Regions from separate parts of the Triticum aestivum genome. Here region 2 is linked to region 1. Evidence: chromatin contacts called from public Hi-C data. All regions are on one chromosome and are shown on one strand. Each heading gives the region's core, a stretch centred on a gene start, on an enhancer-like site or on the middle of the called end of the contact. The rest is flanking DNA. Distances are from core to core; before and after follow the strand shown.

Region 1 (7,349 bases), core at 2,999-5,498:
CCACACCGCCACGCAGTTGTCTACTTTAAAACAGAGTTCATGTTGTTTTCTCGAGGCCACCGCCAGTGCCTTCTAGTGATTTGTCCTCTCTAATGTTAATATGCAATCTGATGTTCAGTTAATAGTTTGGTCCTATGAAATGTAATGTTCAGTTAACAGTTTGGTCCAACAATTGCTACATTTCGTAGTATTGTTCTCAAGCATTCTTTGTTTTGTTAACTGTCTTATCTTTTAGTACATGTTTCTATTCTGCAATGTCGTGCTCAGTTAACTATTTTGGTTCATTTGGTCTGCTGTCCATTTAACTGTTTCGTTGAATTCTGCAATTTGATTTTCATTTGTTGTGGGTACAATTTTGTATTGTTATGCATGTGAAATAAATCAAATTTGGTTGTACTCAATACATATTCTACTAATAGTATGACAACTGTCAGTTAACCTGATCAAGATCTTCCTTATGTGTGTTGTAGGGAAACAATGGGAGACACTGCGGTTTACCATTGAGGTATGCTCATGCATGGTCCTTTCTCTAATAGCAATTATTGTGCAGTTGCAGGAATCATTCTAATATTTAGGTTTCTTACAATTTGGTCTTGCACATGTAGGTCCTGCTGTCAGAGGCTTAGACCCATTGTTCGACCCATTTTGCATATGGGGAAATGAGATGTCCATGAATATAAGTCAAGTCAATAAACTCAGAAAGATTGTTAGGATGAAGAAAGTTGGGACGAATAACAGCAAGATCTTTGTTTGCACAATGAAGAAGACATTAGTCAACTATAGGATGGTACTAACTCTTTTACCTTGTTTTTACCCCTTGCGCAATTTCAAAATTTATAACAGCGATTTATGCATATCTTTATTTTCAGTACTTTTCAAAGCAGTTCACCGATGGTTACCTCTCAAACCACCTGCATGGTCAAGAGGCGAGGAAGGTATTCATTCAACACCCACGGTACAATATTGAAGTCTTCCTAAAGAGGACGAAGGTTGGGCGGGCAATTATCCATAGCCACTGGCCTAAAATTGCAAGGACATTCAACATCACTAAAGGCTCAATATTTTCCTTCCGCTTCTGGAGTTTCCCAGATGAGATTCATCGATCTATTTATCGTGTATGATGCTACTTTCCAAAGGTTTTTGATGTTGCATGCGAAACTTGCTGATGTTGTGTAATAGCGTAATTGAGTGCCGAAGCTATCTGATGTAATTCGATTATGAAATATTGGTTGTCGTTATACAGATATGAAATATCTAGTGTGTTTTATAAGAAATATCAATTTGATTACTACATGGATTATCAATAATAGGCTAATTACGCTACTTATTGGGGTTTTCTATTACAGACGGTTACTCAGACAACATCGTGGGCGATGAACTCAAACAACCCACACGGTTCCTAAAAAGTAGGCGTGTTCGATCAATTAGCAATCACACATGGTTTCCGGCAGAGAACTGTTTGCGTTAGGCCACTTTGCACAAACGTTTCCACACCAAAAACTGTGTGTGATATACATACGAACGGAAATGTTTTCCTAGGATTCACCGTGTGGGATGTACATACGAATGGACACGATTGTGTTTCGATGCCTCGCCAGATCGCACACGAGCTCATTTTGTGTGCGAGGAGGGCCTATCCCCGACGATTTCTGGATCATGTGGGAAGGACCCCCTATCGCCCACACTCACTTGACGACGGTTCCAAGTGCCGTCGTGGAAAGGGGTTGAAAACCGTTTGTATAGCAGGCCTCTACACCAGTGATAGGTTTGGCTACTGTGTCATGGCCATCATGGATGACTTTTGAAAGAAAAGCCAATATTTGCAAAATCATAGTCAGATCATCAAGTGGTCTGAGGAGATGAAGAGGGACATAGACACATGGGAATAATTAAGAGAGCATGAGTAGCTCCAAAAGGTGTTCGCCAAAATCATCGACAAGGAGGTTGTAAATGAGGATGGGAAGTTCCACTGCTAGCCATAGCCATATGAAGAACGACTTCACTGAGTCAAAGATATATTGCGGTCATCGATTGCCAGCGACTAGCCAAGTCGGTAGAGACACTGCTTCAAAATAGTTGTGAAACTATTCATTATGTGTCGAGACATGCATGTTTGTTTGTTACGTCGCACTTCTTATACTATATGTTTGCCTCACTAATACTCATAATTATTGCATCGACGTTATAATATGATATATGCATGTGGAGGATTGTTTGAATCATGAGACAACATTCTATAGATGTAATGCAATGTGATGGCCAAGTGCAAAATACGTCAACCGCGTCATTAAAATGCTGCCACGGCAAGCAAAAAAACGCTGTGGCGACAACAATTCTTCTATAGGCCTAGATCACTACCAGTGGCAGGCGCCAAAAGCGCCAGCCACTGCTGCTATGCGCAGCAGTGGCGGACAGAGAGGAGTGCAACAATGGCTAGCTACAATAGTTGTGGCGGGCACTACAATTCACCCGCAACTGATGTCGTGTTAGCAGTGGCGGGAGGTCATTGGCGAGCGCCCCTGAGAGTCTTGCCCGCCACTGCTGGACTTTTTCCGCCCACCACTGTTAGGTATTCATGCAATAATGGTTGCTCTGCTTTTACTATCACCAAAATCATCAATGGTCACATCAATGTGGTACTCACAGTAGCCAATAACTTCCACCTTTACTGAATCATTACAAAAAATTCCCACCACTCAGAGCTACTGACAACATAGCTTTTATTAAAACCTAAAATACCATCTAGACTCTCCGCATGGGGAGCCCTCTGTTTGGGTTTTGAGAATACACACGATAGAGGGGGCAGGATGCTTTGTCAAGTCATGAAGCTCACGAACTATCGTGGGTTTACTAGCCCCGCGGCAGTTCCAGCAGAGAAGGCTCATTGCGCTAGGCGGGACCCCACTGGGGGGCCCGCCCTCTCGTATTTAACTCTGAAAATTTCACGCTTCTTCTTGACAACGAGTGAGACGACATTCTTTAGGTGTTTTGTGACATCTACCTTCACGCGAACTCTGAAAAAGTTGCCCTCAAAGTCCTAAGCTTTTGGCTCGGCATAGATGAATCCCCCTATTGTTGCAGGCTTGCAGCAAGGAAGTTGATCAAGTGGAAGAAACCATCTGGTATATCATGTATCTGGATCCACATGTCTACCATGTCCAATGCAATTGTTAACGGTCTACTGAAACCATCATACGACGAAATCACCACTACTTTCCCCTTGAACTTCCAGGGCCCTTCATCCATCACACGTTCCCAGTCATCGAGGCATGAAAACTACATCACATAAAGGTCGTTGTTGAGTGGTCGAATCTTTACCTCATGCGCCAGATCCCAAGCAACCCTCATATTCCTGTAAAACCAATATTGGCTATAAGGTATGTCTGTGTGTACACGCGTGACCGCCATCCACCGGGTTGCTTCTTCTGGCAGATCGTCATCGTCTTCCACAACTCCATCAACCAGGACATCTTCCTTAAGTCCAAGCTCCTTCGTCATCGCCACAAGATTGCCCTCGGCCGAGCCTGAGCCCGAGCCACTCATCTTATCTCTTTCGTGAAAAACTTGTGTTCCGCAGACGGGTGAACCCTAAAATCCTTCCCCCTTGACCGCTCAAGCCGTGGATCAGAGATCCTGGCTAGCCGTGGCGATTGGACATGGTAGGGGGGGGGGGTTGGAAATCTCCACAGGGGTGACAAGCACCATGGGGAGGAGAGAGAACCCCAATGAGAGGGGAGTTTCAATGCCGTGCAGGTGCTTAGGCCAAATTGACACATGCAAGAGATTATCAAGGGAAGCCCGAAGCACCGATTGGCGCCGGAAGCAAACAACGCGGAAGCACATGGTCAAAGTGAAGCACCGGTGGAGGCACCTGCCTTGTACAGGGCATTTAACATCGTGCATGTCACAAAAGAGTGTCTTCACCCACAGGGCTATTTTGGGCGAACCTCCTCCACGCTTCAAGCTCCACCGCAGCCTACGACCAGTGAACGAGCAGAGCTCCCGCGGGGGCGGGGCGGCAGTGATGAGTGAGCCAACCACCACCACGGGCAAGCGCAAGCGCAAGGCCGAGTGCGAAACACGGAACCCAAACCAGGCGGCCCCCGGATTTCAAAACTCACAAGGGAGCCAAGCCAGTCGCCTCGAACCCCGCGGGGAATCCCCATGCGGAAAAAACGCCAGGAGCGGCCTCCCCGCGCCTCCCACCCGGCGCCTGCCACCTTGCGCCCGCGCGGTTGGCCGCGCCCGCGCGGTTGGCCGCGCCCGCGCGCCCTCGGCATCGCCCCGTCGGGCGCTGGCTCCCCACCTGCGCCCATTTCAGAGCTCGCCTGCCACTTGGCACCGCGCCCCCGTCTCCGATTCTCCGCCCGCCCACCCATCTCGCCCATAAATGTGCCCCGCGCTGCCCCAACCCTAGCCGCCGCATCCTCCGCCTTCACCTCCTCCTCCTCCTCCTCCTCCCGGCCCGCCGGCATGGCCGCCATCAGCAGCAGCAGCAGCAGCAGCAAGCGCCGCTCCCCCTCCGCATCCACCACCTCCTCCTCCTCCGGCGACGGAATCGGCGAGTACCGGCCGCAGCTGGTCACCCGGAAGCGGAGGTCCGGCGGCCGCGGGCCCCGCGGCGGCGTCCGGTGGATGCCGGCGATCCGACCAGTGAGTGCCTCGGAATTCATGGCCACGTCCTACTGTGTGTAGGTGGGGTTGATCCTCCGTATATATGGGATCTCCGAGGAGGTGGTGGGCCGTGGTGGCGGGCTGGAGGCCCAGGGGCAAGAGGAGGGCGATCGTTCGTTCGTTCCTTCCTCCTCCTGGTCCCGGATTTTGAGTTTTGATTGATGGACAGCGATCGAGGCGCCTCTAGGTGTTGACGTTTGTGGTTGATTGGGGGCTCTGATCTGCCCGATTGCCGATTTGATTGGTGCATTGTTGCGAGTCTAGGGGATCTTTGCAGGTCTTCTTTTGAATTCCACGATCAGATTTCACCGACCTAGCGTACGGGTGTGTGCTTAGGTGTGAATGTGATCATTTGATTTTTTTTTGCTCGATTGTTGTCGTTAGTGCTAGGCAACAGGTTATGGTAAGGGGTTATTATTGTACTTCTCTGTCGGATCTACGACGTCGATGGTCCGTTCACTGGTACTAGTTTTGGCCAGTCAATAACTCATCATATAGTACTAATTATCCATGTTTGGGAACTAATAATCAGAGTAAGATTTGGGAACTCATGTTCTGTCGTGTCTCATGTGGCACATGGATAGAATATGTCCTGTAGGTCCCATCTTGCAGTTTCAGTGTAACAAGAACACTTAGCGGTTCGCATTATCATGATGTCAGTGTAGTTATGTGCAAGGGTAACAAGAGCACTTGCCTGACTGTGTGCATCACTCAGTGCAGACGCCGAGGGTCTTTCCCCTCTTTTTGAAAAGAAAAAACAAGAATTCTTGCGTGGTTATATATATTACAGCAGTGCACACTAAGTATTAGCTACAAGTGCGTGATTTAGTCCTTCACATACTCACTTTCTTTTGTCAATGTTGTTATGTGCATTGCACATTTACTGTGTCCACAAATGTCGTGTTATTGCTATTTCCAGGAGGCGCTGCAAAGTTTGTAGGAATTGTCCATACATGTGCTTTCTCTAGTAGCTTACTGCAGCACAATAATCGCAGGAAATAGCAGCACATGTTAATTGAATTTTTCATTTCAATGAATCTTTTGGCTTTTTTTCCATAGATGGGGCATGGGCCACAACGGTAATTATGTCAGGCAGTATATACTAGCTGATACATTATGTGTACTTGTGTACCAGTGTGCTGACTGGAAGGACTGGTAGATCATCTGGTATGAATGTAGCAGTGTTTCTTGGGACTGGGGTTCTTGAACCTTAATGGCCCCAAGTAACTTCTTTTGAGCTTAATGCAATTTCCAGGTGCTAGTTATGTTTTCATGTTTGATTTGGACTTTGTAGGGTGATTTATCTTATACTCAAAATAAGTGTCTTGAGCTTAGTACAAATTTATACTAGAGCTAGTACAAAGTTGAAACACTTATTTTGGGACGGAGGGATTATTTTAAACAGAAGCTATGAAAATTATCTGCGCTGTTCTTAAGCTGTTTAAGAGGCGAGAAACTTTGTGAACGTAGCATCATTTCTATTACTATGATGGAAAGAACTGGTGTAAGAGGGCATTTGTAGTACAACTTAAGACACTTGCTATTTACACATTTGTCACCAGCTTAAGATAATCATTTCTACGTTGACTAAGTTGTACACAATCTACAATTTGCAGCTATTTATTTTCCGTTAGTTGAAGCATCAATGCTCAGGATCATTGACTTAGAAATAAGAATTTCCGTTTCAACTTAGAAATAGACACATCTAATGTGGTACTTAATATTTTTTCTACCTGCTCCCTAAATGAATTCGTATTTTTGTGATAGGTAAATGAGCTGGATTTAAATAGAGTTGCTCTAGATCCAAATGTAAGATTTATGCAAAACATATAGGAAGTATTTTTTTTCAGAAAAGGAAACAGTGTTAATCAAACTAGTGCATTGTATTAAAAGATTCTACAATGTTTGTGTAGCATCAAGTGGCTGGGTTGCGAGTTATTCTGCAGAAGGAGCTCCGTAATAGTGACATAAGCCAGCTTGGGAGAATTGTTCTCCCGAAGGTGAGTTCTTATTTAAACAGCTTTTACACACTTCATTTTACCATCATAGTCCATGCTCTCTAACTGTTGACACTTGTCTTCGACACTCTTTGCACAGAAAGAATCGGAGGCTTACCTCCCAATTCTGACATCAAAGGATGGCAGAAGTCTACGCATGCATGATTTGCTAAATGCGCAACTGTGGACATTCAAGTACAGGTTGGACAAATTGTTTTTCTTTTTTGCGTTAATGTTTGCTGCTATGAGCTACAGTACCCATATGATCTTTGTTGTACCTCACTTTTACAATCTCAGCCATAAAATTGACGAAATTCCTGTGAAAAAAGCATGATGGCATGATTATGATGGTGGTAATTTATTTTAATACTCTGCCATGTGTAACAAGAAATGAATTGTATCAGATAAGGTAGTTTTCTCTAAAACCATCAGAAGTATGACATGTGAATATGAATCATGTTACGAATGTTCTTAGTTCCAGTGACATCCCTGCATTTATGTTTAATTTGGTCTAGCATATCCACTACAATGACACAGTTTATTATCTCCGTACAGATACTGGCCGAACAACAAGAGCAGGATGTATGTACTTGAGAATACTGGTGAATACCTTTATTTTCATCATGTTTATTCTGTTGCACTTGTGGATCAAGTTCTTACATTTTTCTCCCTCCCTTA
Region 2 (7,349 bases), core at 2,036-4,535, 340 kb before region 1:
GGGTTTGGGCTACACTATCACCCTCATCCTCGACAATCATATTGTGCAGAATAACACAAGATGCCATCAGCTGCTACAAAGTTTCTGATTCTCACATCATTGCAGTGCTCCGCACAATTCCCCAACAAGCTTTAAGCACACCAAATGTCCTCTCCACATCCTTCCTAACCGCTTTATGCGTTGTTAGTGGCTCTGTTTATGGCCACATGGCTCGGATATGATTTTCACAAACGCCGCCCACTGAGGATAAATATCATCGGCAAGATAGTACCCCATGTTGTAGTCTCGGGCGTTGACGGTGTAGTTGCATGGCGGTGATTCCCCATTGCAAAGTCTCCTGAACGCCGGAGATCGTTGAAGCACGTTGATGTTGTTTTGAGAACCCGACATTCCAAAAAAAGCATGCCAAATCCATAAGTTATGTGATGTCACTGCCTCTCTTGTGTGACTTTGATACATTCCCCGCAGACTTTTGGGACAGTTCTTCCGTTGCCAATGCATGCAATCAATTGATCTGAGCATTCCTGGAAACCCCCTTGCCTCTCCAATAGCCAACAACTTCTCCGTGTCCTGCGAATTTGGTTCTCTGAGATACTCGGGTCCAAACACCTCCACCACGACGCAGGCAAACTTGACAATAGTCTTCAGTCACGTGCTCTCTCCCATCCTGCCATCTCACCAACGACATCTACAGCAGTACCAAGTGCAAGCATCCTCAGAGCGGCCGTGCACTTCTGCTTGGCCGAGAAAGAGAGTTGGCCGCAGCAATCCTTATGAGTTTGAAGTAGTCGTCGTGTGCCTCCACTCCCTCTACAATGCGCAAAAACAATGGTTTCCGCATGCGAAAACGGCGACGAAACCATGGATCATTCGGTAAAGTAAGTTTGGGAACAAAGTAGTCCTTGTGCAGTAGTTTTGCTCCGGACATCCTGTCCCGGTTGATCCCTCTTCTCCCTTTGATTGAGCCCTTGAAGTTGAGAATATGCTTCACTTGCCGGTCTATTTCCTCTTGTACGCTCATGAGGATAATCATGTCTACTTCTTCGTCTGAATCCGACGAATCGAAGAACCCATCTTGAATAATTTGGTCAAGCTCCGTCGGTCCATACCCCTCATCCGATGAAGCATCGGAATCCATCGTTTTACATAACAAAATCACAAAAAAATCCAGTCAAACAATGTGTCGAACACACCAAGTGCAAGGGCGGAGCCGGAGAATTGTCGGACGTACCACGGTGGCGTCCGAGAGGGCAACGACGTCCCCGTGGCGAGGACTCTTCCGGAGCTGGCAGCGGAGAGCCTGGGAATGGCTGCGGAGCGGGCGCGGCGATGGAGCGCAAGATGGACGACGCAAAGGAGGAAGAAGAGAGGAGATAGCAAATGGATCCAACCGGTCTTTGGAATGGATTTGGTGCAATTTGGGGTGGGGTCCGGCTGTCGGATCCAATGTGGCGGGCATGCCCCGGTGCGCTCGGGCGTCCCCTTATCCGCACCATATTTGGGCAGGATATGGGGGGCGCCGGTCGGTCCGGGCGTTTGAGGCCCTTTTATGGAGCCTGTCTGGGTCAAAAAATCATGACCAGACAGTGTCCGGGCGGCCCGCCCGGGCGTATGAAACTGGTTTGGAGCGTCCGACTGTAGATGCTCTTAGGGCATCTCCAAAACCAACACGCAAACCTCCCGTATTAGTCCGGATCACTGTTCGGACCGCAAAAAGCATCCAACGTGGTCATGTAGCGGTCCGCGGCGTGCTTCAGACGTGTTTTCTCCCGCAAACCGAAGACAAACATGGGGAGGTTTGCGGGAGTTCGGACTGCTATCATGCCCGCTTCTGACCGCCCTGGCCCACCAAAAATGCCTTCCCCTCCCACGCGCGCTTCCCGCTCGTTGCCAGTTGCCCGCATTCATGTCACTTAGAGCGTGCTGCTTCACATTAAAGGCGACTCAGGGTGGACGTCACCTCTCATTGCCTACTGCACGCCATTGAACGGCGCGCCGGCCAAGGGCGCCGCCTGCTACACTCCCGGCTGAACACGTACGCATCCTTGCTGAATTCAAATGCCTCCATTAAACCCATGTGGAAGACGAAAAAACTACTCTGACCACACGTCCGTTCATGAGCGTGTCGGCATTAAATCAACGCAACACCGGGCAAGGTCCTCTCGTCCGCCCTCTATTTAAATGAGGCCAGACGCTGGGCAAGAATCGCACCACCCTGCCGCTCCCCATATCATCCTTCCAGCATTTTCTCCACTCTTCCGATGACATCCGACGAGCAGGAAGAGCAGTTCTCCGGCATAAAAGTCGGCTCGATGACCCACCGAGCCCGGTGGATACGAGCGAGGCAGCTCGGCTGGTCCATCTCCCTTGCCTAGCCCGACGGAGCAAGTTGCCGCCCAAGCCGGCGCGTGGTTCGGCTACTCGCCTCTCCAAGCCAGCTCGCGGAGAAGTGGCTAATTGTTCCATGCAGGCACGAAGGGGAGCATGGCGGCATGGGCACCGTCGACGACGACGCGTCGTACCGCGCCTCCAGTGCATGCAACCGTGCCATCCGTCGTCAACGCGCGTAGCCGCGCCAAGCAGGCAGAGAAAGAAGCTAGTTGCGCGGATGTCGACTAGGTTGCAGCCAGTACGTCCACCGCCATCATCGAGGAGAAGTAGAACACGGGAGGCCGCCGCCGCCTGAGTCCTAGGAAGGCCACCGTCGTTACCTATCTGGTTCTTCTTTATCTCGGACCATCCTGGGCACCCGTCAGAACTCCACGGAAGCACCCTTCTCCTCCGGCTGAATCATCCTCTTTGCCACTACGATGAGCGGCGTAGCCGGATATAGGGAAGATACGGGGAAAGAATATGCTTCCGGGACTCCCGGCAGTCCGGTTAGCGGGCTGCCGGACATGGGAAAGACAAACGGATCGGTTGCGGCTGGCCATGGGCTAGTGTAGTGTATCCGTGTGGTGGAAGTGGGGGTCCGTGCGACCGTACGTGCACATAGTTTTACCTTTTTACTTGAAAATATGTCCAAAATGTAACCGTTTTCATCCGATTTGTATGAACTACGTCATGATATGAAATCCGGGCTTGTTTGCATGAATTTCATTCGGTTTGTTGAAAATGAATTTGAAATGTATGCGGCTACAATTGAACGGTGGCCTTCCACATCAGTGTATGCGGAGTGGTCCTCTGTGGGAGGAAATTTACAGGTCGTTAGAGATGCCCCGCTCAGTTGCTCACAAATCTTCTTGGTGCAGCCCATGCTTTCACCTCACCAGAGCCCAACAACCATGCATTGGCACTGCAAGCAGCAGCACAACGCAAATAAGCGCACGGGGTGGTTGGAAAGCTTGGGACAGACAGTACGTGACCTCCAGCTCGGCTTCCACCGTGCTTCCCTCCGGCAGCATAACGCCGTGCTCCTGCAGCTGCGACCTGAAAGAGACGGAAGACCGATCAGAGATCTGCAGCCGACGACGCGGAGGTAGCAGTAGCACACTGTCATATCCCTCTTGCCTCCCACCGTCTTCCTCCGTGCTTCCCACCGGTACGCACAAGTCAAGCCACACCACCACCCGCTAGCTTCTCAGCATTGCAGCAGAGCAACCGAGGCTCCCTCCCGCTGCTTAAATAGGCCACTCGTCAATCCTACGCCAGTCCATTCGATTCGCGCGCGTGATCCAAGAAGAACACAAGCCAACGGGCACACGCACAGATACGGCGGACGGTGAAGCATAAGGTCAGCACACCTGGCCAGGGAGGCCTTGCTAGCTTTTGCTCTCCACCTAGCTTCTTCTGCCCGCTTGGCTCTTCTCCCTGGTCCTGGAACGCGCGCGGCTGGATCGGAAGGATGGCGGCAGCTCGGGAGGCGTCGAGGGCAGCTTCCCCCGTCGCTGCGGCCGCCGGAGTTCTCCTGGTCCTCGCCGTCCTCCTCACAGGTGAGTTCCTTCCGCCATTCTGCGTGCCAAATCATGTAGTATAATCTTAGCTCTAGAGAGCTCCTGCGCGTCGTGCCAACTGCTGAAATAGCGCCTCCGTGCTCTGTTCTTGTCAAATGTATCGTCGGCCATCTTTTGCTCGATCCTTCTGAGTTGCGCGTCCATTTTATATCTAGGTGAGCTCTAACTGGTCGTGATTGTGTTAGGCATTAGGCAATCTAGAGCTCTAACTGCGAGCGACCCATTTCGTTCCTGGCTTCGTCATTGCTGATTGCGCGATTTTGCCTATATTTTTCTCCCCGTGTTCGAGGTTTCTTTTCAAATTTGCAGGAAATAAACTGGCCGGGTTACCGTTTTGCAAGTCGTCACCGCCGACTTGTGATCAGTGGCGCCACTTGCTGCTACGTACTTATACTTCAGTAGTGGTTGCATTTGCTGGAATTGTCATTGATTATTTGGTAGGTGCATCTGCTGAGATTAGTCATATCTAGGTGTTGGTGGTTTTGGCTACTACCCAGCTGAGCTGAGGCGACATGGCGGCCCTATCTTGGCGCTCCATGCCGCAAGTAATGCACCGCCCACTGTGGCTGCGGCGACAAAAAGTGTCAACTTTAAATGATACGCTGAGATTTGTTATTCGACAAAAAACAAAACGCATCAGCTTTGGCTCATTCTTTACAAGCATATAGGAGTATGATATATTACCCCGCGTTGGCATTTCCATTGTTTTCTCTCCCAATTTCGCGCATCTGATTTGGTCCTGAGCTGTGCTTGCTTTCTCCACAAAGTTTCTCCGAAAGGCTGCCTTTTATCATTTCTTATTCCGCAGTCTGCAGCTAATTAAATCTAGTATGCTCGCAACTTGGGCGATAGTTGAAAGTAAAGGGTTCACCACTTCACCAGTAATGCACGTGGAATTTTGGAATAATTGGATTTTAATATGGTGGTATTAGTTATTGGTAGGGTTCAGCCACACCACTTGACCATGTGGTCCAGTGAAATCTTGCTTCCATTGGATCACGCACCCTCTCGATCTCCATCTGAATATAACTGTATGTTTGTATTATATTACTACCTATAGATTCTTTTCTTCCGATCGCCTTGCACTGATGGCATACGGTATGAGTTCGTGCTGGCTACACAAGCACGCTTGGTAACTGACAGTGACACACTGATAAATCGCTATGTTTTTATGGCAATTATGAAAAATGATGAATCAAATGAATGGATTTCACATTAACAGCGGCGATAGTACCGATCACCGTGTAGAAATGACTGATGGATGACACGGACCAACGATTAATTTTGCAGAGCATGTGATTGTGGCGAATGCCCTGTCCATCGGCGTCAACTACGGGCAGATCGCCAACAACCTCCCTGCGCCGGGGCGGGTGTCGACGCTGCTCCGGTCGATCAAGATCAGCAAGGTGAAGCTCTACGACGCCGACCCGCACGTCCTGCGCGCGTTCCTCGGCACGGGCGTCGAGTTCGTGATCGGCATCGGCAACGAGCACGTCCCGGCAATGGTCAGCTCCACGGTGGCGCAGGCGTGGCTCCAGCAGCACGTGGTGCCGCACCTCCACGCCGGGGCGCGCATCACCTGCATTACCGTGGGCAACGAGGCGTTCAAGGGCAACGACACCGTCCTGCAGGCCAGCCTCCTGCCCGCCATGCACTCCGTGCACCAGGCGCTCGGGGCGCTCGGCCTGCAGGGCCGCGTGAACGTCACCACCGCGCATTCGCTGGACATCATGGGCGTCTCCTACCCGCCCTCCGCCGGCACGTTCGCTCCGGGCGCCGTGTCGCACCTGCAGCCGTTCCTCAAGTTCCTGTCGGCGACGAGGGCCCCGTTCCTCATCAACTGCTACCCGTTCTTCGCCTACAAGGACGACCCGGCGCGCGTGCCGCTGGACTACGTGCTCTTCCAGCCCAACGCCGGCGTCACCGACCCCAACACGGGGCTCAACTACGACAACATGCTGTACGCGCAGGTGGACGCCGTCTACTCGGCCATCAAGGCGCTGGGGCACACGGACGTGGACGTCAAGGTCTCCGAGACCGGGTGGCCGTCCCGGGGCGACCCCGACGAGATCGGCGCCACGCCGCAGCACGCCGGGACGTACATCGGGAACCTGCTGAGGAGGATAGAGATGAAGCAGGGTACGCCGCTGCGGCCGGCGGTGCCCATCGACGTCTACGTGTTCGCGCTCTTCAACGAGAACCTCAAGCCCGGCCCGGCGTCGGAGCGCAACTACGGGCTGTTCTACCCCGACGGCACGCCGGTCTACAACGTCGGCCTCCGCGGCTACCTGCCGCCCATGGCGGATTCACACGGAGCACGGCAGGTACGGCTTCTTGATTCGCTTGCTCGATCAGCGCATGCATATGCATTTACATAGACCGTGACTAACCAGCACCTGGGTTGTGTTTACACAGGCGGTTCATGCGATCCTACTCATCGCCATCGCGACGGTCGGTTTTGCATTGTCATGACAGTATCCATCAACTACTGAGTTATTGACGGTGAAGGGTGAAGGGTGATGGCTGTGATTGAACAGAGCTGAGCCAAAGTGCATCAACTCCTTGAAAGAAGACAGTTGATGATCATTCTCTTGGGTTATGCGTAAAAAAAATCCCCCTCTTTTTTCTTTTTTGAGGGTAAATCCCCCTCCTTTTGAGGTATAGAACTGATGTATTTTGGCAATGCCATTCATTGCCATCAGGATGTGCTCTGGTGGCCTTCAGAATTTGCAACTTGCTTCTTATTCACTTTAGATTAGCTCTAACCGAAGCTTGGAAGTCATTTGTCTCCTCCATTAACTAAGAAAAATGTGACATGTTTTTGTCCTGCGAATGGAGAAACAATAGTGCAGACATGATTTTCTTGAAACTATAAGATTTGTCTCCTCCATCAGTTAAGAAAAATGTAACAAGGTTTTGACGATAAGGAACAACAACAAAACAAGAGAGAAGTCCATATTACAACCCCCGGCCTCTAAAATCGCATAAGATTCAACTTTGGACTAACAAAACCGGCTACGACTCACCCTTCTCTCCCCTGACCCTGGCTTTGACCCGTTGACCGTTGAGTCAACAGCCATGTCAGCGTTTAGGCAGTCCAGGCAGAAAACGAAATTCAATGCTATTCCTGATTTTGTTAAGTAAAAATGTCTGAAACTTTCCCAGAATTATCAATATATTTTTATATTCAACAGAATGTTCCAAAAAATTATTGATATTTTCATATTTGGGACAAAATTTGGGGCTGAAAATGTAATTGCATGTATAAATATGTTTGGTAGAAAACTCTGAAAGTTTCCTAGAATGATCAGCATACTATTGTTGTTCTAAGGAATTATTTCAATCTTTTTATGTTTACTTTTATTTTTTGGGCAAAATTTGACCAAGACAAAATGT

The links. A called contact is a pair of places that touch in the nucleus more often than the background predicts.
Region 2: a Hi-C map of leaf shows a contact between it and region 1, with 6 times the contacts expected there. The contact joins the promoter of LOC123070368 here to the promoter of LOC123070365 in region 1. A contact is called at or near these places in 2 of 5 Hi-C or Micro-C datasets (both in leaf).

Annotation. Positions count from the first base shown.
Region 1 is chr3B:461,295,673-461,303,021 of IWGSC CS RefSeq v2.1, reverse strand. LOC123070365 (B3 domain-containing protein LFL1) reads left to right here and starts at 4,248. Exons shown (of 7, transcript XM_044493552.1): 1 at 4,248-4,653; 2 at 6,442-6,483; 3 at 6,588-6,674; 4 at 6,772-6,872; 5 at 7,227-7,273. The coding sequence starts at 4,474.
Region 2 is chr3B:461,638,071-461,645,419 of IWGSC CS RefSeq v2.1, reverse strand. It overlaps LOC123070368 (glucan endo-1,3-beta-glucosidase 14), which reads left to right and starts at 3,285. Exons shown (of 3, transcript XM_044493556.1): 1 at 3,285-3,932; 2 at 5,244-6,277; 3 at 6,369-6,808. The coding sequence starts at 3,845. The coding sequence ends at 6,425.